7 separate regions of the Mus musculus genome follow, and regions 2, 3, 4, 5, 6 and 7 are each linked to region 1. The links are chromatin contacts, called in public HiCAR-type, HiChIP or PLAC-seq and promoter capture Hi-C maps. All regions are on one chromosome and are shown on one strand. The core of a region is the stretch at or near the end of the contact, and the rest is flanking DNA. Distances in the headings are between cores, read along the strand shown. Region 1 holds the start of Galt (galactose-1-phosphate uridyl transferase). Region 2 holds the start of Dnaja1 (DnaJ heat shock protein family (Hsp40) member A1). Region 3 holds the start of Fam205c (family with sequence similarity 205, member C). Region 4 holds the start of Unc13b (unc-13 homolog B). Region 5 holds the start of Stoml2 (stomatin (Epb7.2)-like 2). Region 6 holds the start of Aptx (aprataxin). Region 7 holds the start of Fancg (Fanconi anemia, complementation group G).

The links. Promoter capture Hi-C pulls out the DNA fragments that hold promoters and counts their contacts. HiCAR-type assays count read pairs that join an accessible place to other places. HiChIP or PLAC-seq counts read pairs in DNA pulled down with a chosen protein or histone mark.
Region 2: a contact with region 1 is called in a promoter capture Hi-C map of liver, with 7 times the contacts expected there. The contact joins the promoter of Dnaja1 here to the promoter of Galt in region 1. A contact is called at or near these places in 6 of 39 promoter capture datasets (cranial neural crest, erythroid cells, liver and 2 more), 1 of 484 Hi-C or Micro-C datasets (B cells) and 3 of 9 other capture datasets (adipose tissue, liver and macrophages).
Region 3: a HiCAR-type map of astrocytes shows a contact between it and region 1, with 7 times the contacts expected there. The contact joins the promoter of Fam205c here to the promoter of Galt in region 1. A contact is called at or near these places in 2 of 39 promoter capture datasets (the C10 cell line and the HPC-7 cell line), 1 of 484 Hi-C or Micro-C datasets (cortical neurons), 7 of 115 datasets of contacts at active chromatin or transcription factors (the SCID.adh cell line, astrocytes, embryonic stem cells and 2 more) and 1 of 9 other capture datasets (embryonic stem cells).
Region 4: a promoter capture Hi-C map of liver shows a contact between it and region 1, with 2.7 times the contacts expected there. The contact joins the promoter of Unc13b here to the promoter of Galt in region 1. A contact is called at or near these places in 6 of 39 promoter capture datasets (embryonic stem cells, hippocampal neurons, liver and 2 more), 1 of 484 Hi-C or Micro-C datasets (B cells), 5 of 115 datasets of contacts at active chromatin or transcription factors (astrocytes, embryonic forebrain, embryonic stem cells and 2 more) and 2 of 9 other capture datasets (embryonic stem cells and liver).
Region 5: a promoter capture Hi-C map of liver shows a contact between it and region 1, with 5 times the contacts expected there. The contact joins the promoter of Stoml2 here to the promoter of Galt in region 1. A contact is called at or near these places in 9 of 39 promoter capture datasets (the C10 cell line, the HPC-7 cell line, embryonic stem cells and 4 more), 1 of 15 datasets of contacts at CTCF or cohesin (embryonic stem cells), 1 of 484 Hi-C or Micro-C datasets (B cells), 6 of 115 datasets of contacts at active chromatin or transcription factors (astrocytes, embryonic forebrain, embryonic limb bud and 3 more) and 3 of 9 other capture datasets (embryonic stem cells, liver and pancreatic islet).
Region 6: a contact with region 1 is called in a promoter capture Hi-C map of pre-B cells. The contact joins the promoter of Aptx here to the promoter of Galt in region 1. A contact is called at or near these places in 5 of 39 promoter capture datasets (cranial neural crest, erythroid cells, liver and 1 more), 3 of 115 datasets of contacts at active chromatin or transcription factors (large pre-B cells, microglia and pancreatic cancer cells) and 2 of 9 other capture datasets (adipose tissue and liver).
Region 7: an H3K27ac HiChIP or PLAC-seq map of embryonic stem cells shows a contact between it and region 1, with 4 times the contacts expected there. The contact joins the promoter of Fancg here to the promoter of Galt in region 1. A contact is called at or near these places in 8 of 39 promoter capture datasets (the C10 cell line, embryonic stem cells, hippocampal neurons and 3 more), 1 of 15 datasets of contacts at CTCF or cohesin (embryonic stem cells), 1 of 484 Hi-C or Micro-C datasets (B cells), 6 of 115 datasets of contacts at active chromatin or transcription factors (the 230-238 cell line, T-cell acute lymphoblastic leukemia, embryonic stem cells and 2 more) and 2 of 9 other capture datasets (liver and pancreatic islet).

What each region holds. Positions count from the first base shown.
Region 1 is chr4:41,754,232-41,758,271 of GRCm38.p6, forward strand. Galt (galactose-1-phosphate uridyl transferase) reads left to right here and starts at 1,286. Exons shown (of 11, transcript NM_016658.4): 1 at 1,286-1,421; 2 at 1,730-1,899; 3 at 2,116-2,191; 4 at 2,282-2,330; 5 at 2,451-2,580; 6 at 2,708-2,764; 7 at 2,925-3,047; 8 at 3,229-3,361; 9 at 3,464-3,547; 10 at 3,853-4,007. The coding sequence starts at 1,397. Gm42274 (predicted gene, 42274) reads right to left here and starts at 1,541. Exons shown (of 2, transcript NR_155499.1): 1 at 938-1,541.
Region 2 is chr4:40,720,087-40,723,885 of GRCm38.p6, forward strand. It overlaps Dnaja1 (DnaJ heat shock protein family (Hsp40) member A1), which reads left to right and starts at 2,382. Exons shown (of 9, transcript NM_008298.6): 1 at 2,382-2,547; 2 at 3,617-3,758. The coding sequence starts at 3,627. It overlaps Gm6297 (predicted gene 6297), which reads right to left and starts at 2,755. Exons shown (of 3, transcript NR_077226.1): 1 at 2,546-2,755; 2 at 1,408-1,581; 3 at 68-1,308. Mir207 (microRNA 207) reads left to right here and starts at 2,831; the gene lies at 2,831-2,909. It also overlaps a transcript of Aptx not described here.
Region 3 is chr4:42,872,241-42,875,860 of GRCm38.p6, forward strand. Fam205c (family with sequence similarity 205, member C) reads right to left here and starts at 1,994. Exons shown (of 5, transcript NM_001356379.1): 1 at 1,783-1,994; 2 at 1,254-1,299; 3 at 796-859. The coding sequence starts at 1,926. It also overlaps a transcript of Phf24 not described here.
Region 4 is chr4:43,056,960-43,060,613 of GRCm38.p6, forward strand. It overlaps Unc13b (unc-13 homolog B), which reads left to right and starts at 1,994. Exons shown (of 40, transcript NM_001384106.1): 1 at 1,994-2,326. The coding sequence starts at 2,305.
Region 5 is chr4:43,029,286-43,032,823 of GRCm38.p6, forward strand. Stoml2 (stomatin (Epb7.2)-like 2) reads right to left here and starts at 2,099. Exons shown (of 10, transcript NM_023231.2): 1 at 2,044-2,099; 2 at 1,686-1,823; 3 at 1,151-1,250; 4 at 955-1,013; 5 at 764-865; 6 at 485-619; 7 at 208-352; 8 at 1-73. The coding sequence starts at 2,088. Fam214b (family with sequence similarity 214, member B) reads right to left here. Exons shown (of 9, transcript NM_001253353.1): 9 at 3,129-3,538.
Region 6 is chr4:40,700,552-40,704,537 of GRCm38.p6, forward strand. Aptx (aprataxin) reads right to left here and starts at 2,643. Exons shown (of 8, transcript NM_001025444.3): 1 at 2,586-2,643.
Region 7 is chr4:43,008,260-43,012,252 of GRCm38.p6, forward strand. Fancg (Fanconi anemia, complementation group G) reads right to left here and starts at 2,042. Exons shown (of 14, transcript NM_053081.2): 1 at 1,743-2,042; 2 at 1,448-1,541; 3 at 889-1,020; 4 at 452-654. The coding sequence starts at 1,838.

The DNA of each region.
Region 1 (4,040 bases), core at 36-2,535:
CTAGAATGTTCTATGTAGCCAGGCTACTCATTGATATGCCTGTCTCTGCCCTTCAAATACTGATGGCCTTTTGCTTGTTTTTGAAATTGGCTTCACTATATTGGCCAGGATGGTCTAGAACTTGTGGGCTCAATTGATCTTCTGCTTCAGCTTCTAGAGTAGCTGAGACTATAGGCAAATGCATCACTGTGCCTGGTATGTATGCACAAACGCATACACGCGCGCACACACACACACACATTACTGTCTTTTGGTTTACTTTTTTTTTTTTTTTCGAGACAGGGTTTCTCTGTGTAGCCCTGGCTGTCCTGGCACTCACTCTGTAAACCAGGCTGGCCTCGAACTCAGAAATCTGCCTGCCTCTGCCTCCCAAGTGCTGGGATTAATGGTGTGCACCACCACTGGCCGTTTGGTTTACTTTTATATAGATTGGGCCTTGTTATGTATAACTGCGCAGGCTGAACTTGAACTTGTAAGTTTACTGTCTCTGTTTCTGGAGTGCTGGGATTACAGGTGTGTACCACCACACCCTATACTTACTCAGTTCTCTTTATCTAACCTTATTTCTGCTCCTGAGGCTAGAGGCATAGTTACAGTGAAATACTCACACATCCGGGCAATACCTGAAGGGCCAGGCTGCAGGCTTCATCTATAGTATGATCAAGTTCCTCACCTCCACCCCCTCTCCACAACTTGCATCTTAACCACACACAGCAGCTCCGCAGGTGACCCAGGTCATGAGTTCAGAATGCTGCTGGTCTTTGCACAGGGCGTCTCTATGCTCCACACAGAACCTAGGTGCCTGGCACACGGTTAAGATGCTCAGTAAAAACGATGTCTTCTGAACAGGACAGGGCCTGATGTGCAAACACAAGAACTCACTACACCTGTGGTTACCTGCACAAAACATGAGAATGGACCCATAGAGGTTTCTTACCGGTTTGGGGGGCGGTGCACTCACGAGGCTCCGCCCTTTCTGATGGACTATTGGCAGTTAAAGGCTGCTGGCAGGAGTGTCCTTGAGTGGTGAAGCTGATATGTCATGCTCCAATAAATAGCCCTAATGTCGTGCAAGCAACCCGAATCCGTGGCGGGACGAATGGACACAGCAACCAGTTTTCACAGATGCTCTCCAGAGAAGTAGCTACAATCCGGTGTGCAGGAGAATCATCAAAACAACCTGGGGAAGTGAGCGTGGCGGTCCCGAGCCCCGCCCTCAAGTGGCAGGCTGTGCCCCCACCGTCACGTGTTGGCGACTAGCCAATCATCCAGGGTGGGCGGGGGGAGACATGGAATGGGGCGCTCACCTTGTGTACCTTAGGTCAATTCGTGTGGCCTCACGTCGCATAGCGGAGCCGATCCTGAGCAGCGCCAGCAGGCTTCAGAGGCGGACGCCATGGCAGCGACCTTCCGGGCGAGCGGTAATTGCTGGGCGGCCTGGACCCGCTACGGTGCGGAGCCGAGCCTTCCTTTTCCGTAGGAAGTTCTAGTCCCAGAGTCAAGGTCGGCACTCCTACCCGAGGCCAGGGTGGCGGGCGAGGGAAGGAGGGGCTTGCAGGCCGTGTGGCACGGAAAGCGTTTAACCCTTTAACTCCCCTCCGCCAGCCTATAGCTTCTAGAAACACTGCGCCGACCGAGCGTCCCTGTACTTGGGCCTGCTAGGGCATTAGAGCCACTCGGGGAAGAGAGAGACAGGGAGTTTTGCTGACTGATCCTTGTCTCTCCCCAGAACACCAGCATATTCGCTACAACCCGCTCCAGGACGAGTGGGTGTTAGTGTCGGCTCATCGCATGAAGCGGCCCTGGCAAGGACAAGTGGAGCCCCAGCTTCTGAAGACAGTGCCCCGCCACGACCCACTCAACCCTCTGTGTCCCGGGGCCACACGAGCTAATGGGGAGGTAAGCCCGAATACACAGCCACCAACTGGGATAGGAAAAAAATCCTTCTTCCTTATTACTACCCTTCGCCCACAAGGGGGAGCAGTGCGCCTCCTTTTGGGTCATTTCCGGGCAAGCAATTTTGATCCTTTGAGTGGGGCCTTCCTCGCCCCCGTTGCAGCCTGGATAGCCCTTGAATTCCGTCAGGTAGTATTTCTAGCCTATTCTTGTCAGTAGGTGAATCCCCACTATGATGGTACCTTTCTGTTTGACAATGACTTCCCGGCTCTGCAGCCCGATGCTCCGGATCCAGGTACCCTCAATTTAACCACTGTTGGGGAGAAGGGAGACTGGGTCTGACCCGGGTACCTGTGCTACAGAGAGTAATACTCCTTTATTCCAGGACCCAGTGACCACCCTCTCTTCCGAGCAGAGGCCGCCAGAGGAGTTTGGTAACTTTGGGTTTCCCCTCTTACAACCTCCAGCCCAGGTCTGAAGACGAAGACCTGAGCTTGGGCCCTGCCCTTAGCACCCAATCCACTTCCCTATGTCATTTTTCCCTCACCACCTAGTAAGGTCATGTGCTTCCACCCCTGGTCGGATGTGACGCTGCCACTCATGTCTGTCCCTGAGATCCGAGCTGTCATCGATGCATGGGCCTCAGTCACAGAGGAGCTGGGTGCCCAGTACCCTTGGGTGCAGGTCTGTGAGGGGGAGGTGTAACTTTGGTTTGGGGGAGAACCATTACTGCTTCCACAGGGTATGGTGAGGAGGGGTTGACTTGATGTCTGTGTGACTATTGAATATCTCTCTCCTTTCTACCCAATAGATCTTTGAAAATAAAGGAGCCATGATGGGCTGTTCTAACCCCCATCCCCACTGCCAGGCAAGTATGTGACAGGCCTTAATGGCTTTCTTGGCTGAGTCCACCGGCATTGTGGACAGGACTACTAGATTAAGAGATAGGGCAAAAGAAATACATTGGTAATTCGGAGGCTCAGAGATAATGGGCTGGCCTGCTCTTCTTTGTGCTTGCCCTTTGACAGGTTTGGGCTAGCAGCTTCCTGCCAGATATCGCCCAGCGTGAAGAGCGATCCCAGCAGACCTATCACAGCCAGCATGGAAAACCTTTGTTATTGGAATATGGTCACCAAGAGCTCCTCAGGAAGGTAGACCAGACCTTTTACCCTCACAGAGAGACGTGCTTTAAAGGGGGATAGGACATTAGCAGCCACCTAAAGGAATATTATGGTGGCTTAGGGTAGGTGCTAGTGAGAGCCTTCTGTTTCCCTGCGGCCTGTGCCCTTCCCCCTCTCACATGCACGATTCACTTCCATTCTGTGCGTCCAGGAACGTCTGGTCCTAACCAGTGAGCACTGGATAGTTCTGGTCCCCTTCTGGGCAGTGTGGCCTTTCCAGACACTTCTGCTGCCCCGGCGGCACGTGCGGCGGCTACCTGAGCTGAACCCCGCTGAGCGTGATGGTGAGTCTCCTGGGTAGGACAGTGGGACTGGGTGCTGGATAGAATGGCCTTGATGGGACCAGCGTCTCTTCCCTGGGGGTGAAAATCAGGCTCTGATTCCAGATCTCGCCTCCATCATGAAGAAGCTCTTGACCAAGTACGACAATCTATTTGAGACATCCTTTCCCTACTCCATGGGCTGGCATGGTAAGGCTTTTGGGGTTGGGATAGCCCCAATAGTGTTTCTGGGCTTCTAGGTTCCGGCTTAGGGAACTAGAATCCCTACGAGGCCTTAAAGCACTTGTTGGCTTTAAAACAACTGTCCAGCGCATGGGTGCTGGGACTGAGAGAAGAGAGATTTGGTGACCCCGTTACTGATTGCTACCTAATGCCTGAGCTCCCTGGTGGAAAATACCTGGAGCTGTAATAATCTTCAGGGTTAGCTTAGGGGAGGGGCTAGACTGAAGGCTGACAAAGGGCCTCCCAGATCACCTCTGTCTTCTTCTTGTCAGGGGCTCCCACGGGATTAAAGACTGGAGCCACCTGTGACCACTGGCAGCTCCACGCCCACTACTACCCCCCACTTCTGCGATCCGCAACTGTCCGGAAGTTCATGGTTGGCTATGAAATGCTTGCCCAGGCCCAGCGTGACCTCACTCCCGAACAGGTCAGGACTCACATCCTGGGTCGTCATATCCGT
Region 2 (3,799 bases), core at 1,132-3,631, 1.0 Mb before region 1:
CTTCAGCACTTCACCATAAAACATTGGAAACCACTGAAACATTCAATAGAGATCAGGCAAACCACATCAAAAAATAACAAGGCTGATTTATTTACCCCAACAAAATAATCCGTTGTAAACAACACATGCAAGATAGTTTTCTTTTTTCTTCTTGCAGTCCTAGGAATCATACCTAGGGCCTTGAACAGAATAAGAAGCACTCATTCTATGTGTTATATTCCCACTCCAAAGACGGTGTCACACCTAACTCAAGTGATCTTGAGTTCACTAGCCTCCTGGTTCTGCTTCCTAGTTCTGAATTTTCAGAACTACCAAACTAAGCTAAGATCTCATTTCCACACAAAATTATCACATATGAAGTTGCTGGTAATTTTCGAGGTTTTTTGTTTGATTTGTTTTGAGACAGGGTCTTTCTTACTCTGTAGCTTTGGCTGCCCTGGAACCTGCTATGTAGACTGGCCTGGCCTCTATATTAGAGATCTGCCTACCTCTGCCTTCAGAGTGCTGGGATTAAAGGCAGACTTTATCAGCCTAGTCCTGCAATTTTGGTTGGTTGGTTGGATGGTTTTGGTTTGGTTTTTTGTTTTTAATTCTGGTTTTTAATCTCATTACGAGTTAAGTTCCTTGAGAGTAGGGGCCATGGCTTACAAGAGTTTTGTATTGGCAAGGCCTAGAGTATGCCTGGCATAGTAGATATTTTACTCAAAAGTGTTGGCTTAAAGCAGTAGTTCTCAAACCTGTGGGTTTTGATCCCTTCGGAAAACCTTTGGCACATATTTATATTACAATTCACAGCAGTAACAACATTGCAGTTATGAAGAAGCAATGAAAATAATTTTATGGTTGGGGGACACCACAACATGAGGAGCTGTAATAAAGGGTCGCAGCGTTAGGAAGGTAAAGAGCCCCTGCTTTAAAGACGTAACCTATTGATAGATGTGATATCTGAGAGGGTAACACGTAAGCTGAGAAAAGATGTTTCTCAACCAAAACCACAGCACATCATCAAAAAGTCTGTAAGGGAAGTGGCGTAGCTTTAGTGACCACAACAGAGTTTAGTGAAAGCAGTAACGGTGGAGAGGCAGGACAGCTCAAGGTAGAAATCCCAAAATCCGGAGGTTTTTAAGACCACGAGCTAAAGATGTCTTTGGGTAGGTTTGAAGACAGCCTTTCCAGCTCCCTTAGCTCTGGCTACATCCAATTACCTGTGATCTCCATAAAGCACTGAGACAGCCGCTCAGCTGGTAACGCACTGAAGACTTGAGTTGCCCGTGCAAAGGTACGAGAGAACTACAATGGTCCACAAGCCTAGAAACACACAATAAAACGAACATTTAAAGAATCTCATCCCACACTCTGCACTTCCATTAGGAAGTGTGCTTAACTGCTTCTTGTTCACCTGCTGACCTGTATTTTGTGATTTCTCTTATAAGTTTTTAGCTTGTTCCACTTCCAACGAAAGTCCAAGCAAGAGGCCCCGCGGTTAAGAGCATGTACCACCCTTCACAACTGCTCAGAGACAGGAGATTTCAGAATTTGAAGCCAGACTTAAGACTCCATGCCTCTGGCTTCCTTGGGCACCTACACACACACACACACACAGAGGATTCAAAATAAATCTTTAAAATATGTGAACTCTTTCAAGCTTACACCTCCACTTCTTTGATGTATCTATTGTGTTAGTGAATAAGAAAAACATTCACTCTGTCCTTTGAAAGCTTAAGATTCAACTTTGCCAACTATAGATTTTTGAGTCACCAACTGGAAATAAAAACGGTCAGAGAATTAAAACAATAAGCTAAAGCAATTAATTTTGCTTTTGGCCGCTCCTCTGCGGCCAAACTGGGTGGAAGACCATGACCCTCCGTTAGCATGAGGCATTCTAAATGTTTTCCTGTTTGGTGAAGTCCCAGATTCCCTCCGCCCAAGTCGTCAGAGCCAAAAGGATCTGAAGCCTGGGCCAGGCTCGTCCAAAAAGCTCTGACATAAGTGCGCTTGGGTGAAACCAAAGCCTGCGAGGCTGGTTTAGGGAGTAGGCCCGCCTTGCTCAGCATTTCTTGCCCGCAAGGCTCAGAGCTAAGGAGCTGGAGCTGCAGAAAATCAGACTCGCAGCCAGGGCTGGGTTCCACCAATCCCCTTCAGCACAGCGCGCACAACGCCTGAAGCACTCGTCCCCGGCTTACGGGCTCTGGGACATGACCTCTCCACCTCAAGACTTCCGCACTCTGGTTCCTCGCAATAAGAAAAAAAGCCTCTAGAAAATTCTACGAGGCTCGGGAACCCGGGCTTGAGTCCACCCCCACAAGGCCCTTGGGCGCAGCCACTTCCCGCCCCCGCGCCGTTGCCCAGGTAACCGAGGGGCGGTGGCAGCGGCGAGGGGCGGGACTTCCGGCAAGTGACGCGCCGGGGCTCGGCTACAAAAGAGGTCGGCTGCGGCGGGCCGGGCGGAACTTTCCAGAACGCTCGGTGGGTGGTGGAGGAGCAGCGTGTGGCTGAGCTGCGCTGTGCTCCGCTCCTTTCCGCTCTCCGGCGCCGGCCCGCTCACCGGTGAGTCTCCGGCCTCCCTCGGTCGCGGCGTGCGGTCTGGACCCCAGACAGCCGGGGAAGGCGCAGCCGGAGGCGGTTGGTCCCGCGTGGGCGGGGACTGCGGGTTCCTTGAGCCGGCCTCGGGCTTCGGAAGGCTGCCGGGAATGCCCGGCGCCCTGCCCGCCCGCACGCCTCGAGGAGGTCCAAGGCCCAAGCCAATTGGCCTCCCGCCTCATGCTCCTTGCTGCGTACCCCCGCGCTCCGCCGCCCGGGCCGGGTGGGCAGCGCTGCGCACGCGCGGAGCAAGGCAGGGGTGAGGGGCTGCGGGAGGAGCCGGGCGGAGGCTGCGGCTTGCGCTTCTCCTGGCTCTCCTCCCTCTCTTTGTTGAGGTTCGACCTCCCCCCCCCCTCCGCCTTTTCGATCAGGGTGGGAGGGAGAAAGGAAGGAAGCCTTAACGGTCGGCGCCGGGGGGCCCGGGAAACCCAGAGGGCGAGCCAGCTTCCAGGCCTGCGGGGCGAGAGTGGGTAAGCTGCGAGCGAGCAGGAGCAGGATGGCGACGGGGCCCGGGCACCTGCTCCCTGGAGCCGGTCTCCTAAGCCACTCCTCCACCCCCGGGAGTCCAGTGTCGCTTTCCGGCGAGGGTATGGCCTTTATCAGATGTACAAAGGCAGCGGTAATGTACTAACCAGTGGACGGAACCTATCAGTGCTGCTGTGGGTTACTAGCAAAACCTCTGGGGAAAGGAAACCGGAAGAAGCCAAATAATTCATGTGTTAGTGCAGTAGAGTCTGAACCAGCTGCGAGAGAGGCTTTCCTTCGCGTTCCCTGAAATCTATATTTTAATCTGTTCGAGTTTACAGCTGAATCATATCAGGAATTTTTTTTTACCTTTTAAGACGCGTAGGGAAGGCTGTATTAGTATGAAATAAATGCAAAAGAACAGATTGCTTTAGCTCTGGTAGTTAAAGACTACCCGTTAAGAGCCAGTCGTGGCGCACACCTTTGATCCCAGTGCTCAGGAGGCAGAAGCAGTTGGATCTTTTCTACAAAAGTTTAAAGCTGGTTTAAAATTACCATTTTCTGGTTTCAGGCTGTAAAAAATGGTGAAAGAAACCACTTACTACGATGTTTTGGGGGTAAAACCCAATGCCACCCAGGAAGAATTGAAAAAGGCATATAGAAAATTGGCCTTGAAGTACCACCCTGATAAGAATCCAAATGAAGGGGAAAAGGTAAGGGCACAGGCAAACAGCTCAGCAGCAGTGTTGCAGTG
Region 3 (3,620 bases), core at 744-3,243, 1.1 Mb after region 1:
TGAGTGGTTTGGACCGAGAGTCTGGGGAGAGGTCTCAGACAAGCTATTGGAGGAGGGTACAGCCCTCGTAAAGAACTGGGAACTTCAGTCAGTTTTCTGCCAACCTTAATGAGAAACTGAACCAGAAGAAAAGAAGCAGGGCAGATGGGTGTCAGGTGATGAGCTGATGGGGAGCCACCAAGGTCACCACCACAGTAGGCCTGAATCAGTTTTATGTGGGAGCTAAGAAATCCGGTGCCTGGTAAACGGTATATCCGAACTGAGGTCCTCATTTCTAAGAACTGTGGGTGGCCCCGCTGCTGTCCCCAACATCTCTCATGAGTCATTTCTACTCTATAAAAATCCTAAAAATAAATAAATAAATTTATATAAATATATATAAAATAGCTGACTGAGAGTATCCCGAGAACTGGCCTGTGGAAGAGAGACGAGATCATGGAATTCAGCCAGACCTAGAGTTCTACCCTGGAAAGGATGAAGTTGGAAAGAGATACGATAGGAATGGCTTCCTTATGCCAAACCTATTCTCTTGACTGAAACACCTGACTCAACACGAGCAATGCCATCACCAATTAACCCTGAATTGCAGACCTACAGGGATCTACAGTAAAATGGATGCCACTTCCCTGTTGAAACTTACGAGCCTGTCTGCTCTGGCAAGCTTCACAGCTCAGACTAACACACTCCATGGTGTCTCTAGTCAGCACCTCCACCCTCCTCCCTCACCGAAGGCTAGGCTAAGCGATCACCACATCAAAGCTAGGAGCTGGGAGACTACAGAGAGCTAGAGGTCACCTTTTCATGTTAGAGAGCAGCTTCTGCAGTTTCTCAGTTTCTTCCTTGGTTGTCCTCTTCTTAACTAAAGGAGGACACAGCGTTAGGCTGAAGGGAAGGCTGAGGGGGCAACCGCTGTGAAGCTGAAGGACTTTGAAGGACACGTGACTTGGCAACCCCCAGAGCGCATGCTCAGAGTACAACTTAAACTCATTGCTTGCTGTCCTAAATCTAATTCCACGTGATCGTCAATGCTCTGACAGCGCCCATCTTGTGGGAAAGGCGGAGGTGACGTGAGGTCAGATAGAAGATGGGATCGTCCCGGCCTCTTCCCCACCCACGTAAGTCTTCATTAGTTCTCACTGTTTATTTTACAGTCTTGAGGGCTTGGAGACTGGCTTCTGGGGCCAGTCATCACAGAAGGTGATCTGTGGAACCCTCAGCCACGGGGGTAGGGAGCCAAAGGAGTCAGGATTTACCTCTTAGCGTTCTATCACTAGGCTTTTGCTTGATTCTTCGGAAACACTTGAAAGACAAAAAGCATTACAATATGAAGCGGAGACGTCAATTTTTTTTTTTCCACGTCGAAAGTGATACAAAATCCTGAAGTCTCCCCAAGTCACGGTCTGTAATCCAGCTCTATGGTCCCTGCATCTCTCCCTCATTTCATGACCCCAGCTCATGTTCTCCTCTTGTTTCTGACTCGCTTAGAGGCTCTCCCACACCCTATACCCTCCATCCCATCTCATGGATAAGTTCTGTGGTGGACTCGGAGGGGGGGAGGGGCATGAAGAACCGTGAAACAAATTAATCGATGAGTAACACTAGTAACCAAAGGACTTCAGTTATCAAAGGACATAAATGTCCACCAACCAACAGAGCTGGGACCCAGTGGGAAAAAAAATCCTTATTACAAAAGAAAAACCAAAAAGTAAGATAACCGAGAGATGTGGAGGGCATGAATTTCCTTAAACGACATGCTTAGGCCTGGTCACAGTATTTTCCTACCTTGGTACAGCTCTTGATAGGTCCCAACCTTAATCCTCGGTGGCTCCTTCTCACATGCCAAATAATCAATGCAATAATGAAGAGAGATCCATATGTATATACCGAGGATCCCACATCCCACAGAATAAAAGAAGGGACCATCATTATCCGACTTTCCTACTCATCCCTCCCCTGGGCTTCCAGGGTGTTAGAATGCAATGCCCCTGAGTTCTAGAGTTTGGCTCTCTGCCTCACAGAAGATATAACCAGGCCACCAAACTACATCACAAAGAGCCCTTGTTCCACAAATCAGGCGCAGAATTACAAACCTTTCCCTATCTTGGATAAACTCAAGTGGTGATTCGGTGTCCAGATGAGGGTGTGTGGTTGTCTCCAGGGGCTGCAGCGCCTGTGATGAAAGCTGCTGCCGTCGTCGATGGCATCTTCCCTTTGTGCTTTCCTACTCCCTGGGCATAGGGCTTCCTGCAATAGCTCTGTTCCCTGTTCATTCCAATCTGGCAACTGCCAAGATGGGGGCTAAGAGCAATACCATAAACTAAATCATCTGTACTGGGGAGATAGATCAAAATCATAGAACAGGGTTAGGCATTACACTGTTAAATCTTTTTTAAAAAGATTTATTTATTTATTCTTATGTATGTGAGTACACTGTAGCTGTACAGATGGTTATGAGCCTTCATGTGGTTGTTAGGAAATGAATTTTTAGGACCTCTGGTCAACTCTGCTCATTCAGTCCCTCCTCACTCCGGCCTAAAGATTTATTTATTATTATACATAAGTACACTGTGGCTGTCTTCAGACACACCAGAAGAGGGCGTCAGATCTCATTATGGGTGGTTGTGAGCCACCATGTGGTTGCTGGGATTCGAACTCAGAACCTTTGGAAGAGCACTGACTGCTCTTACCTGCTGAGCCGTCTCACCAGCCCACATTGCTAAATCTTAAAAGCGTAATTTTAATGTGTCAGGCAATGACTGATACCCAGTATTGAAGCAAGAGCCATCCTTTCCTGAGACAGAGAAAGTATGAAATGGTGTTTTAACAGGGATACTTTCTGTTCTGGAAATGTACAGTGGTGACGGCCATACTGAGTGTCCTTTATGCTTCTGAACTTCGCACTTACAAACAATTAAGGGGCAGCCATGGAACTCAGTAGGAGAACCTTTGCCAGCGGATGTAAGGCTTTAACTTGACCCCAAGCACCAAAATAACATAATGAATGCATGAATACCAAGAAAAGTTATTAAAATGGTGAGTTTATTTTATGCTAAGTATATCAGCAAAAGGAAAAGTATTTTTAAAATTTTGGTCATGAGGACTTTTTATCTTTTTTACTACTTACAAGGAAGAATATTATGGAAATTATTTGATAGATGAATTAATGAATGTTTTTCTCAAACATCTCTTACCAATTTTTAGATTAAGGAAAATTTCGGAAAAGTCACACTTGAACATGTGATGGACTCAAGCCATTTCCACATCTTTTATGAATTTGCAAATATTAACGTGCAGGAATGAGTGTACTCACTCACTAGCAAGCGTCAAGTGAAAAGCAGCGTTAGGTTTGAGTCTGGAATATCCTCACGGTCTCACACTTTTGCCTCTGGAGACCTCGGGAGGGGTTCACCAGTGCAGGCCTTTGCAGGTTATAGGTCTGGTTAGGCTCTTTCTCTACCTCCTGGCCCACCACCATGGGAACAGCCACTGCCTCGTGTTCCCATTGCCACAGACTGATCCACTCTGCCATGCTCCCCCACTCTAGAAACTAAAACTGTAAGTAAGCCAAGACAAATCCCACCCTCCTATTCATCAGATATTTTGATCCCAGTGAGACAAAA
Region 4 (3,654 bases), core at 744-3,243, 1.3 Mb after region 1:
TTTTCTTTTTTTAAAGATTACTTTTATTTCTTAGGGCAATGGTGGTGCACATCTTTAATCCCAGCACTCAGGAGGCTAAGGCCAGCCTGGTTGGCAGAGTGAGTTCCAGGACAGCCAGGGCTACATAGTAAAACCCTGTTTCAAACCTCAACCCTCCCTTCCCCAAAAGATTATTTTTATTTCATGTGTATGAATGTTTGCCTTCGTGTTTGTTTGTACTATGTGTATGACTGACACAGGTGAAGGCAAAAAAAAAAAAAGTAAAAAAAGATGAGATCAGGGCTGGCGAGATGGCTCAGTGGTTAAGAGCTCCGACTGCTCTTCCGAAGGTCCCGAGTTCAAATCCCAGCAACCACATGGTGGCTCACAACCGTCCGTAACGAAATCTGATGCCCTCTTCTGGAGAATCTGAGGATAGCTACAGTGTACTTACATATAATAAATAAATAAATCTTTAAAAAAAAAAAAAAGATGAGTTCCTCTGTAATTGGAGTTGCAGACAGTTATGAGCTCCCATGTGGGTGCTGAGACCCACAGCTGGGCCCTCTGCAAGAGCAGCAAATGAGTTTAGCTGCTCAGCCATCTCTCCAGCTCCTTACTCTTTTCTCTTTTTTCTTTTCTTTTCTTTTCTTTTTCTTTTTCTTTTTCTTTTCTTTTTTTTAAAGACAGGGTCTGATGTAGTTCAGGGCTCCACTGAACTCACTATGTAGTCAAGGATACAAGGATAGTTTTGAATGGCTAGTCCTGCTGCCTCCGCCTCCCAAGTGCTGAGATTACAGGCATCTGATGTTTTGCTTGGCCTCAGACTGTGTGCAAGCAGCTTTGTTGGCCAAGCCTACGTGACAAGGAACTGAGGCTGGCCCATAGTTAATCAAGAACTGAGGCTATGATTCCAAGCCCTGGAGGAATTGGGTTCCGCCAACAATCACAGAAGGGAGGTTGGAACTGAGATACTCCAGTCATGCAGGCACTTGAGAGTTTCTGAAAAACCCTCAACTGGAGGACTCGGCTCAGTTGTGCCTGGATTCTTGACCTGCAGAAAGTTCCGGATAATCAGTGTTGTTTTAAGCTACTAAGCTCTGGGGTTATTTAGTTCATGCCAATAGACAACATACTGGCTGTATCTACTTAGGTCTAAAATGTGTGCACCTCACAATTTTATTAGATTGTTTCCCACTGTTTTATACTATTGGCCAGGTGCAAAGTTTCCAGTCTTGCTGGTCGGCCTCTGCATTCTCTAGGAGGATCCTTGATTTTATAACAGTTCTGTTTGTTCTTTCTAAATTCAGTACTAGAATTCAGAAGTTCAACTCCTTTTCAGTTCCTTGCTTGCTCTAGAAAAACTGCGATGAATAGTTAAATATGCCAACCACTGGCAGCCCTAAAATGCCCACTATCTTTGAGATCTCGTGACTAGTGTGTTCCAAATCTTCCCTAAGGTTCAGTTTTTTTTCTCTTCTCCAGATTCGTAGTTCTAACATTTGGAAAGACACTTAAAAAGAGAGAGAGAGAGAAAGAGAGAAAGCTTCGTGTAGCATAGGCTAGCCTTAGATTTACCATGTAGCCAAGGATGGCCTTGAATTCCTTATACCCTAGCCTCTATGTCTGGAAGAACTGGAATTTTGCCGCCATAGCCCTAATGCAACCTTGTGTAATTACTATGGCAAATCTCTCTCCGGCTGTAAAGCCTCGTCTCATTAAGGAAATCAATTGCCAAGTCTTCAATGAAGAGAATCTGGTTTTTGTGTGGAAACTCCACGCACGTGGGAGGAGCAAAAGGTTTCAACTCTCGCCTCACACAGGTGAGGGCCAGCCCCGCCCATCCTTGCTTTGAAGCCCTTTCAGTGGGCGGAGCTGCTATCAATCTTGGTTATTAGAAAAATGAAGGGGGACCTCGAAGTCTACGTGCTCCCGGGGGGGCGGGGTCGGCAGACTGGGCGCGAGCGGATTGGCCGGGAGGCGTAGCCCTTGGGGATTGGTTCCGCCCAGTCTCTCGCAGGGATCCCAGCCGGAGTGAGGGGAGGGAGTTCTGGTCGCTCACGCTTCGCAGCTATGGCGCCTCGGGGCCGCGCCCAGTCCCCAGTTTGCCGGCGGAGCCTCAGCTCTTTCCTCTGCTCACTCCGACCGTGAGAACCCGGGCGGCTTCGAGGGAGCGGGGAACGCGGCGGGCGCCGGGGACCATGAGGAGCGGCCGGACCCGCGAGGCGGACAGCAGAGGGTGGCGCGGCACCTGCTGAGAGAAAAGAGGGAGCGGCCGGGCTCCGCGCCGCCGAGGTGCGGCGGAGGCTGGTCCGCGCCTCGGCCATGTCGCTGCTCTGTGTGCGTGGTGAGTGCGCGGCCGGCGGGACCCGCGGCTCCCACGCCTGCCCGGACACTTGTGGTAGTGTCCCGGCGGCGCTTCTCCCGAACTTCGCTCCCCGCGCTTGCCCTGGGTGGCGAATGCGTTCGTAGTCACTTCTAAAGGTCCGACGAGTTTCCCCCGCTCCTTCGTGACCCCCCTTCCGCGGCGGACTGTTATCCGTCCATTCTGGCAGCCGTGAGACAGCGTTGTTGTCGGGCTTGCCAGATGCTATTAAACAGTGAAAAGGGTCCGATGCCAGTGGGCACCTGAGGGGACCTCCTATGGTTGGCGCCTGTCTAGAGCGGACAGCTTCTTCTTCTCCCCGCGCTGTGGAACTAGTTGGCCCCGGAGTAGCAGCTTTTTATGACTCTGACCGTGTTAGTGGTACAGCTGTCACATCCCTTCAAGTTTATTTCTTGATTTGCATCTTACTATTGTCTGTCTCGTCCCCGGCTCCTTTCCTGAACCTCAGTTTGTGTCAAGGCATAGATTATATTTTCACATGACACTTTGAAGAAGGAGGTGGTGTTGGCTTCTCCCCTTTGGGAGTGGAACATGGAGAAATGGTTTATTTTATTTTAGCTTTGGCTCTTTCTCTGAGGACACTTGGTCCATCCAGGAAGGGATGTGTTTGTGTGTGATGGTTCTTGGAAACAACAGTCTTGTTATATAGTCCAAGCTGGTTTGGAGTTCATTGTATGGCTCAGTCTGGTTTGGAAGTTGTGATTTAACCACCTCACCTCCCGAGGACTGGGGTTACAGGAAGCTTTTTATAAAACCAGAGCTTTGGAGTTTAAGTCATGTGAGGTACAGTGCCCTGAATTTAGCTCTAGAGACTGTGTTGCTGGTGTTTTTATTTTTTACAAAATAGTATTCCGAGTGCCAAGCTCCGTAGAAATTTTGAATGAATGCAAGAACTGTGATTTTAGAGAGATTAACTGGCCAGAAAAAGTAGGGTTTGGATTGCTGATTGAATTTGATCTTGGGAGATTCAAATTACAAGCCATATATCTGTTGAATAAAATGAGATAAAGTGGTTTGATTGTGAGAGCGTATTTATCCACTAGAGCCTTCCCAGAGCCTTTTCCTGTCACTTTTACAGGGTAGCTAAGAGTTCATGTTTCTTTTGGCTGTACGGATTAGAAGCATTGTTGTTTGTGATCCCTCTGATTGCAGTGTTTCCCCCAGCTGCTGGCAAATGGAACTGCTTTGGGTTGTGCTAGTCTACTGTCTCATTAAATCTGCACTAACCCCAAATAGGATTTGGTTACTTCCGGGGATTATGAGAGCTACAGTTTTTCTTTTTTTTTTTA
Region 5 (3,538 bases), core at 849-3,348, 1.3 Mb after region 1:
GTCAGAGCCCCAGCCAGAATTCGAATCGCTTCGGCTTTAGCCTTGGCCTTGGCCAGAACTGCACTGGCTTCTCCTAAAAGAAAAAACAAAAAAACCAAACACAGTAGTTTGACCCATGCAATTAGAGAAGCCCAAAGCCTCTGTCCCAGCCGTTATCTTTAAAGCCCTGGGCCCTGCTCCTCCCTCTGCCTCTCACCCACTGCTCACCTGCCGCCTGATTTATCTGTTCAGCCTTTTCTGCTTCGGAGGCCAGAATCTGGGCCTGTTTCTTCCCCTCTGCCACATTAATAGCTGACTCTCGTGTCCCTTCGGACTCTAGAACTGTGGCCCGCTTCCGGCGCTCTGCCTCTACCTGAAAGCCCCAATGACCCCCATCAAAAAGAAGGCAGGAGAATCTCTAACCAGGACTTACATACAACTCTATCTCCCACAATAGGGGATTCTAGTCCCAGTGGAACTGGAGTAACCCAATCTGTTTCCCTACCTGCATCTGCATAGACTCTTTCACTCGAGGTGGCACATGGATGTCCTTGATCTCGTATCGCAGGCATCGGATACCCCAGCAGTCTGCAGCCTGGTTGATGGCATCCACAATGTTGGCATTCAGGGACTCACGCTCCTAGATGAACAGAACTTGTGAGCAGCACAAGTCAGTGTCTCTATCAAAAGCCTAAACTGGGAAGGCCCCTGGCTAACCTTGCTCCCCAGGAAAGAGTCAACAGTTTATGCACTTAAGCCCTTACTCCAGCCCAGATCCGCTTACCCGAAAAACTTTGTCCAGAGAGAGTTTGCCAAGCTCTGATCTCATAGTCGTCTGAGCTAACTGGGTGACAGCATACTCTGGGTCTTCCACACCGTAACTTGCCTGAAAGGGCAGGTATAGGATCAGAACTGAAGATGCAGGATTTTAAGGAAGAGGCAGTTCAGAAAACTAGATAAACCCAGGGCAGATACCTTGTAAGGATCCATGATGCGCAGATAAAGGACTCCATCTATTTGTAGTGTTACATTGTCTGCAGGAGCAAACAGAAGAGAAAAAAACTGTCGGTCAGACCTCTAAGTCCCAACCAGCTCTTTCTCCTAAGCCCTGGATCTATAGCAACCACATCCTAGCGCACTTAGCACATCCCTGTCACCCCATCGCTCTCACCAAGAGTTACGGCTGACTGCTCAGGCACGTTGATAACAATTTCCTTGAGACTCTGCACATACCGGATTCGGTCTAACACGGGGATCAGGACGTTCAGGCCCTGAGAAGAGGAGCCATAGATTCTCAGAAGGGTGAGGCTAGTAAACTTGAACTCTAAGCTAAGTCTGGAGTAAGTAGTAAGTCACGTATAAACATAGAGAAGCAATCCCTCCTATCATGGCCTCAAAGGCTGGGGTGTCACTGGTAGGGAAACCTAAGAGTACAAAAAGATAAGACTAGGCTTATGAATGTCAAGAATGGAAGCCAGCAAGAGCTGCTGCCTTTAGAGTATGGTAGCTCCAGGAATGAAGCCTATGGGTCACTAGGGTATTAGGAAAGCGGGGAAACACGGAGGTGGTGTTCAGGAGACTGGGCTCTGCTAGAACTGGTCCTCGCAGGTTAGAAGTGCAGACAGGCCCCGACGGAAGTCCCACTTCCACACGAGTAAACGATCAGACGATCTGGCTGGCTGAGGGCGGGCAAGAGAGGTTCTCACCGGTTCCAGGATCCGGTGGAATCGGCCCATTCGCTCCACCACCCAGGCCTCCTGCTGAGGCACAAACAGGATCACGGTGTTTCGGGGCAGTCCAGAGGAGGCGCGGCGCGGAACGCGGCCAGAAGCCTGCACCGAGCCCTGAAGGAAGACGAGAGTAGGCTGGGGACCAGGCGCGGATCCCTAAATCCCTCTCCCTAGATCTCGACACCCCCCCCAAGGGTCCCCGGAGAGTGATTCACGTGGGGACCATGACCTGTGACCACAGTCCTTCCCCCAAAGTTAGAAGCCCACTCCTTCCCAGCTCAAGACCCAGGTGATGTCGGTCCCGAGCCTCTGGTGAAGGTTGCCTCGCTCTCACCCTCAGCAAAAGGGCTCCAGTGCCCCGCGCCGCGCGCGCCAGCATTTCCCACAGCCTCGGCGACCTCCGGAACCAACGAGAGGTGGGGCAGAGCGGCCTCTTGTGAAGCCTGAACCCGAGCCCTTCCTTCAGCTGGTCCACTCCGCCCGACGTACTTCCGGCGTATTAGTCCACCCTCCCATCCCCACTAGTCGGCGTCCGTCAAATCGTTCCCTGGGAAACGTAGGCTTTGAAGAGAGAGCCCGAGAGTGCAAGTTTGTTCTGGTTCTCAAAAACTACGAAGCTCCTGGGCATTGTGGTAGAAATTGAGGCAATATTCCGTCCGCAAGTGGTACAGGAACACCGCCCACCAAATTCTGTACCCACAGCCGTGACTCAGTTTACCCTCCAGCTCGTGTATAACTGTCCTAATCTGTCACCATAACGACAATGGATTGGATTGGCGCTCAGTAGTTGCCCGTGGTTGCCATAGTGACATTCTTGGGTAGTCATGCTGTTGTGCCCAGCTCTCCCACTGGGGACTGACCCCATTCCCGTTGTCATGGTAACTAGGAGGCCTAACTTTACCTTAGGACTGGGCGGAGATTTCTCCCTTCCCTCTTTTCCCAAGGCATCAACAGCTCTTTTTCATATTTTTTTCTGAGCCAGAAACGGTCAGGCATGATCCCCTTACATACAGAGGGAAACAAAGAGCCTCAGCCTTTCATTTTTGTCTGAAACACATCAACCTTGCTCAGGTCTCTGACACTCTCTCAAATACAAGCTTTAAGAGGCCTGTATCCCCCCTCATCTCCTTCTTCTCATTCTCCTCCTCCTCCTTCATTTTACATATACAGACACTGAGGTTCTGATGGGGCTAAACTACAGAATCAGTGTAAGAATCCAGATTCTCAGAGTTTAGCCTCTGTAGCTTCACTTTACCCACCCAGCCCCCAGCACCTTATACAAAAAGGACTAAGACTATGGTCCAAGACTCAGCTCATCCCAGCCTAAGATCTCATGGGTTTGAGCTTGTTGCCAGAATTCCAGCTCCCTTTAGGCCCCACATCTCCATCCTCTTGAACACAAAAAAAAGTAGAGGTTAGTTCAAGTTTCCAAACAAGAATTTATTCTTTTTTTTTTCCTTAAAAAATGTACCAGGTACAATTTTTCCCATTTTTTTGTTTGTTTGTTTTGTTTTTCAAGTTTCAGCAAATGCTTGTTCCCCTCAGCCAAGCCCCAAGAGTTAAGGGTTGAGGCTGGGTCAGAGTCTTAAGTGAGGAGTGGAGTAACTGGGAACCATGTGACTGAATGAGGGGCACCCCTCATCCCAGCTGAGGTAGGTGGGTCAGAGTCTGGTCAGGTGAGAGGAGGTTCCCCAGTCCTTAGGCCTGACTCTGTCCCTGGACACCTTCCTCAGTCAGGACACCAAAGCAAGGAGACACAGGCAGGAGGAGAGGGACAAGTGAGTCTGAGCCCTAGGTAAGAGGTGGCTAAACCCCTGTGTTACACATAC
Region 6 (3,986 bases), core at 1,393-3,892, 1.1 Mb before region 1:
TAAGCTCCAACACAGTCAGCAGGAGACAAAGCCAAGCTTTACATGTCAGAGGATGATGAATCAACAGAAGCCCAAGAATACCTAGCCAAGGGCCATGTGTAGGCAAAGGAGTGCAGGGAGCTGGGATCAGAGACAAATCCAGAAGCTGCTATTAAAACAGAGGCCAGAAAGTCCAAAAGACAATTCAACAGGTCTCTGAGGGGAGCTGATACGAGTATAAAGTCAGCTGTTCATCTAAGATCTAAACCCCGGCCTAGTGGTGATGGTACTGCAGGCAGATCCCATTTATAATGCTACCTCCCATGGGGCATCTGTTGGACCAGCTACAAATTGATGGCTGGGCAGGTAAGAGACAGGAGAGTGAAGCATGTCCTTACTGGGTATTGAGAAACAAGTCTTATGATTGACAAAGAAGCCAGCAGACAGTGCAGCTTCTGAGTAGGAAGAGAGAATCCAGTGAACAGATAGGAACATGGCAAGACGATGGAAACACACTCCCTTCTGCCACAAAGTTCTTAAGTTGTGATGCTCCGATGCACTGCTTCCTGTGGAGCTGATGCAGTTACTGCACAATGCTTACACAAAACCTTAAACAGCAGGTTGGCCCATTTGGGCCTCCAGACCCAATCTGTAGGAATTAATGACTGCAGAATACAAGAACATAGCTGGGTTTGTTTAAAGTAGAATGCCCCAAAACAGAAGTTCATTCTACCATTCCCTCTCCCTTCTGCAATGGCCCATTTGCTGACTACACCACTGGTTACTATGCCCTGATTAATTCTGGTTGGTTGGTTTTCCTTTTTCCAGACAGAGTTTCTTTGTGTAGCCTTGGTTGTCCTGGAACTATAGACAAGGCTGTCCTCATACTCAAGAGGTTCACCTGCCTCTGCCTCCCGCTGGGATTAAAGTCATGTACCACCAACACCACCCAGCTCTTTTTTCCCCTTCCCTTTTCTCCCTCTTGCTCCAATCCCGCTTGCTCCAGGGCCCACTCTCTCCGGCCCATAGGTTCTTTATTTGTTTCTCATTACAGATGAGCCACCATGTGGTTGCTAGGATTTGAACTCATGACCTCCAAAAGGTGCTCTTAACTGCTGAGCCATCTCACCAGACCCCACCTAGCTATTTTTGAGTCCTAGGTGTCTTAGTTAGGGTTTCCATTGCTATGAAGAGACACCATGACCAAGGCAACTCATATAAGGACAACATTTAATTAGGGCTGGCTTACAGGTTCAGAGGTTCAGTCCACTATTATCAAGGTGGGAACATGGCAGTGTTCAGGCAGACATAGGGCTGGAGGAGCTGAGAGTTCCACCTCTTGTTCTGAAGGCAGCTAGGAGAAGACTGGCTTCCATGCAACTAGGACAAGGGTCTTAAAGTCCACACCCACAGTGACACACCTACTCCAACAAGGCCACAGTTCCTATTAGTGCCACGCCCTGGGCCTAGCATATACAAACAATGACGTTAGGAAACCCAAATGACAGGGCAAGTGACATGAGGCCAGAAATCTATCTTGAAGCGCTGTTAGCACAAGAATTTTCTTCAACAATGGAAATGTAGTAAACCTTCAAGCCACACTGATAACTGAGCTTTTGAAGGGCCATTAACACAAGTAAGGAACTGAATTTCCAATTAAACTTAAAGTTGCATAAGCACAAGTGAGTGTGGACTAATGTCCAACACAGACTTGAACTTAAGACTCTCAGCTTCTAATTTCTCAGAGGAATTAGGCTAAGTATTTCACAGACTGGCTCCACTGGCCAACATCCTCACTCTTCCCTCCCCAGACATACATGCAGGCACCTTTACCTGCACATACCATCTTTCAAGAATGCAGCATGGCTCCTGGCTAATACAGGATATCCAGAAGTTTGAGGTTAGACTACCCTACATACTGTTACCCATCTTGAAGAAGAAAAAAAATTGTCCAAGCCCAGTGGCAAACGCCTGTATCCCATCACTGGGAGGTAGGGACAAGAGGATCAGAAATTTGAGGAGGCCAGCTGGGCTACAGGAGACCTCTAAAATTAAGTGGGGAGGAAGGGCCTCTTACGAAATCCCCAATATATGTCGATTTCTCAAAAGTAATTACCCAGCAATTCCAAATTGGTGTCATTTCAAAAACCCCTGCTTTGTTGAATCTCTGCATTGTAAAGAGAAAGACCTTACACTGCTTCCGGCATTCTTAAGGCCCGCTGGGGACACTGCTAGTGCACCTCGAGTTACTCTTGGAAGGCGTTTCTGGCAGAAACACTTTCCTGTCAGGCTGAACAGCCCCGCTGCATGGACTTTGTCCACTCTTATCTCTAAATCTTTTCATGCTGATCTGGCAGCCAACTAGGTACAGGAGCCGGGTGGGGATGGGGGGCGGGGAGGGTGGGAGGCCGGAACAATGCGGCGGAAACAAAACTCTGAAACACGCCCACCTGAGCAAGACCAAGGGGTGGAGCCTAATCCGCCCAGAAGAAAGAAACCTCGAACTCCACCCTCAAGGTCACCGCTCCGAGTTAGCAGCCCGGGCCAAATGCCCCTGCCCGCTTCTAACCCAGCAAACTACGAAGGCAGGCGGACCATTAACTTACCTCGACTGTGGACACCCACAAACTTCACGCTGCTCTACTGCGCCTCGCCGCTTCCGGTGCTGAGAGATGACGTCACAAACGGCTGCCTAGCAACCGGTGATGATTCCAGTATCTTTTCGAGAATTGGCTGGAACGTTTTCTCGCCCGATACCCAGGTAGAACAGTGGCGCTAGCCGCTAGTTGTCCCCCGTGAGGATAGCTCCTTTGCTCGCAGCCTCCCGGTTGTCTGAATCCGGAGAGATTTCAGACAGCAGTCTTCTGTGGCTCATCTACGCAGCCATGTCGCCTTTTAGCACTTCCTCCTCAGGAAGCTTGCTATAAGTTAAAGCCATCTTTGAAAGGGAAAGAACGAGGTTGGAGGTAGTGAGAGAAATTCGTTCTGTAGCCCAAATTGGTCTTGAACTCGCGAGAATCTCCTTAGATTCCCCCAGTGCTGGGATTGCAGATGTGAGCTACCAAACACAGCTTTGAAGCCATCGTTTAAACTACAGGCTGGAGTGCCTTACCACCCACGTTAAAATTACACTTTTCTTTCTCTCTATAAGGAGAAAAAAGACTGAAGAGAGAGACAGAGGAACCCTGCTAAGATTTTTTTTTTATGATGTCTTCTCTAAATGAACTGAGGGCAATCAGCAGGAGGTTGGGATGACATATGTGTACTGATTTTTATAGCAATTCCAGGACGTTCCCTGAAAGTCTTGTATTGTAAATCACTAAAGACTTCTTGGCAGATGAAAGAATTCCTATCTCGTGAGTAAAATCAGAGTGTAGAATCTGAAACGCAGTCGAAACTGAACCTTACGGAGGCCCCCTTTTTTGGGGGTGGGGGGGTTGTTTAGACAAGGTTTCACTGTGCCCTAGACTAATCACAAACTCAAGATCCCCTGCGTCTACCTCTGAAATACTGGGATGACAGGTCTTCGTCCCCACTCTCAGCTAAGAGCTCTTTTGTTTCTTGATCAAATGGGTTACTATTGTTTTCTTGAAAAAGCAGGCTCCACTGTCTGATGGAGATGACAAGACAGGATGGGAGGATGTCCCTGAGAGCAAGGGAAAGCCGTGCTTTTGTTGACAAAGAAGATGCGGGTGTATGTTAGGATCAGAGCAGGAAGGGAGGAGGAATCTCAAGCTGTACAAACCTCAAGGCTGAGAACGTGGTCCATAACTGCCTAAGACATCAAGGCAGATCTGGTGACCCGACAGTTTGCGTTTTCCCTCAGGATTAGGCCTCTTAGCCAAGACTTCTACGCAGTCTCCATTGTGTCTCGTACAGCTAAAAATTAAACTGGGTCATTTGTGCAGAATTGAGCAGAGTTTTCCTAGCCACTGTATTAGGTCTATTCCATTGTCTGCAGTGCACTGACCAGAAAAGCAAGGTTGTTTGGAACAATGCACGGTCAA
Region 7 (3,993 bases), core at 792-3,291, 1.3 Mb after region 1:
CCAGCACTTAGGAGACGGAGGTATGTGGGTCTTTGAAGCCCTCCTGGTCTAAGGCTACATAGTAAGACCTTGTCTCCAAAAAAAAAAAAAAGTGTGTGTGTTGTAAAGTGGAAGTAGACTAGAGAAATGGTTCAGTGGTTAAGAGCACTTATTCTTACAGAGGACCCAACTTCAGTTCCTAGCATCTACATGATGGCTCCCAATTAGTGGCTCTTTAACTCCAGTTCCAGGGGATCCAACCCCCTCTTCTGACTTCCATGGGTACCAGGCACAAACATGGTACACATACATATATTCAAGTCAAACACTCAAACACATAAAATTACATTAGAAAACAGGAAGATGGGCAGGAAGGGAAGATGGAAAAGGTAGAGTGCTTGCTTAGCATGTCTGAAGCCCTAGGAGATTTGGGGGTGTGGGGAGGTACATTCATCTTCATTTCCCCAGTTACCTGGCTGCCATTTAGGGTTTGTAACAGCAAGGTCAGGTCCTCCAGGTGGTCGGTACTCATCCAGAAGACAGCTTGAAGGCTGGCCAGGCAGTGTAAGGCAGGCAGCAGCTCCGGTGGAAGGGAGGAAGCAGAGAGGACAGAGTGCCACAGCTCCTTGAGTCCCTGCTGTGACTTGGGCTCCAGGTGATGCTGGGCCTCCAGCACTGTAAAGCACAAACACACACACATACACACACACACCCATCTCTCATCTCCCTATACTCTCTGGGTTTTCCTTTCTGAAAGAGCCCAAAGACTACAATAATACACCTGCCTAGTCTGAGGAACATACAGAGGATTAGAAAAGAACATCTGTCTCCGTGGACAGATGTTCCTCTCACCCCCCAGCCTCATCCCTAAATCCAAACTGAAACTACCAGGAGCAGAGGAGACCTTACCTCTTTCGAGGCCCCTTTGAAGATCCTGGGTAAGATCTTCAGTGAAAGCCTGGACTAGGCTAGCCCTCAGGATTATACAATTACAGAGGACAGTCAGCTCCAAGGGGAGAGCGGGGACAGCAGCAGGGAGTCCTGGAGCGACAGGATGCTGGTCTCACAGGCTGTCCCATGAAACACAGCCCAAATGGTTTCCAACCCAGAGACCAACCCCACTCCAACCAAGGCTTCAAGAAGGAATTCAGTTTTTGCTCAGACAACTTTGGAAAGAGCAGGAAGTTCTCTAAATCTCCTGAAAATCACCTCTTCAAATGTTCCTGTGTGTGTGTGTGTGTGTGTGTGTGTGTGTGTGTGTGTGTGTGTGTGTGTGTGAAAAGAAGAAGGAATTAAGCTACTGAAAGACAATCCCACCCAGTCTCTTCTGGGCTTTACGCAGGACTCCATAAGCCCTAGGAAAATCACCTCAATCCTAGAACCTCGTAAAAGAAGCTCATCTTTGAATGCTGGTGATTTGCGGGGTGGTCTGAGGGGGGAACTGAACCTTCTGGAAGGTCGTTCTTACCTTGTAGAGTGAGGAGGAGTTCCCTAAGCCCTTCCAGTGTGTCTTGGGCCGATTGCTGTCGCCTCAGAGAGGGACGAGAATCCCTGGTGAGTTGCTGAAATTATGTAGGGAGGCATTAAGGATCAGTCTTTCTCCCTTGTAACAGAGACAGGGAGGGACACATATTCCTGTCACTTCTGTTTCTAAGGACGGAGGTCAAGCTCTGTTCCTTCCCCCTAGACTAGGGTGAGATCATTACAAAGCCGCTTTCTGACATCTTGAGGGTACAAGGTGAGAGTCCCAGCAACCACATTACCTTAGCCTGTCTAACAAGCTGGTCGTTCTTTTCCCTCCACAGGTCCAGGCTACTGGAAAATGTTTTGGGGAGGGCTGGAATGACCTGGCTGGACATTGTCGCCGAGGTAGATCACTGTTACCCGAAGGGGTCTTTTCATGGGTGGAGGCTGGTCCCACCGGTGTCTTCACCCTAACCGCAAGAAGCCACTTCTGCACCCCACCGGACTCCCCCCGGGTCGCAGCCGGGCTTGCTCTCCCTGACCAGAAACCCACCTCTCAGTCCCCGCCACCACCCACCGCGCCTGTGGTTGGCCAAGCTGCAACACTCTCGGCCGCGGTTGGTTGTCTTCAAGAGACGGTTCCGCGGGAAACTGAAAAGAAACCCGGAACAAGGAGGCGGGGAGACAGGAGGCCAGCCACATGCCAAGGACGAACTGCTGGGTCTGCAGGGCCTCCGCGGGGGTCAGAGTGTTGAGGCTAGTTTAGGAGGAGTGGGTCTTGGCACCAGTCTCTGGCGGCGCTCTGCCTTAGAACCAACGGCAGTCCAGGTTTCCCCGCTCCGTGGCTGGAAGACGGACCGCGCGGTGTTTGCTGGGAGTTGTAGTACTGTGGAGAACGCCCAAGAAAAGATTCCTCATCACCCATCCCTACCCCCACCCAACCCCCCAACCCCGGAAGAAAATGTCTCCCGAAAACTAAGGACAGGAGACTGAAGCCCTTGGTAATCTCATCCTTTCTCTTTGAGAAAAACAAAAAAACAAAAAACGCGGAGAATCGGACATTCCTACGCAGAAAGGAAGGAGAAAAAAAGTACTTGACACTATGTATATGGTAGCAGCAACTCAAAACACTTCACAAAAGACATACAAGAGCCCCAAATAAAGCTGGGCGTGGTGGCACACGCCTTTAATCCCAGCACTGGGGAGACAAAGGCAGGCAGATTTCTGAGCCTGGTCTACAAAGTGAGTTCTTGGACAGTCAGGGCTATACAGAGAAACCCTGTCTAGAAAAAGAAAAAAAAAAGAGCCCCAAATAAAAAGCTTAGAAAACAAGAAATCACTTTCACAGGTTTAACAAGATTTGCTTTTGCCTTGTTGTTATCATTTTTGAAGGCTTGTTTTTATTTTGTGTTTTTTAAAATTACGTTTATGCGTCTGTTTATGGGTAGGTACATGTGAGTGCATGCAGGACTGATGGGCAGAGATGCCCAATGCCCTGGATTTGAATTTTAGTCCTTAGCCACCTGACATGGGCACTGGGAACCAACCTTGAACACAGGCCTGAGGGCCTGCACGAGCACTAAGTACTCTTAAGACGAGCCGTCTGTACAGCCCGATGATATTTTTGAGAGTTTCACTGTGTAATCCTGGCTGGCCTGGTACTGGCTTTGCAACCTCCACCTGATGGTGATCCTCCTGCCTGAGCCTCTCAAGTGCTAGAATTACAGGTGTGCACCATCTTATCCAGCAGGCAATGAGAGTTTTGTTGTTGTTGTTGTTGTTGTTGTTGTTTCTTTTTTGGGTGGAGGTGCGGGGGGGGGGGGGTGCAGTGGTGGTGGTTGTTGTGTTCTTTTTCTTTTCCAGAGAGGCTTTCTCTGTGTAGCCCTGATGCCCTGGAACACCCTCTGTACACCAGGCTGGCCTCAAACTCACAGAGATTAGCCTGTCTCTGCCTCTCAAGTGCTGGAGTTAAAGGTGTACACTGCCTCGACCATACGTGGCAACGTTCACCATTCTTATTTTTTATTTTTTTAAAGACTCATTTATTTACAGTGTTCTTCTTCTACCTACATGTATGCTTGCAAGCCAGAAGAGGGCACCAGATCTCATTACAGATGGTTGTGGAACACCATGTGGTTGCTGGGAATTGAACCCAGGACTTCTGGAAAAGCAGTCAGTGCTCTTTTTTTTTTTTTTTTTTTTTTAGATTTATTTATTTATTATATGTAAGTACACTGTAGCTGTCTTCAGACACACCAGAAGAGGGCGCCAGATCTCATTACAGATGGTTGTAAGCCACCATGTGGTTGCTGGGACTCGAACTCAGGACCTCTGGAAGAGCAGTCAGTGCTCTTAACCTCTGAGCCATCTCTCCAGTTCACTCATTTTTCATTTTTATTTATTGTTCATGAGAATTAATTTATTTAATGGCTGGTGGGATGACTCAGCGGGTAAGAGTATTCATTGCTCTTGTGAAGGATATAGATTTAATTCCCAGCACCCACATGTTGGTTTACTACCATTGCAAACTGCAATACCAGGGGATTTGAT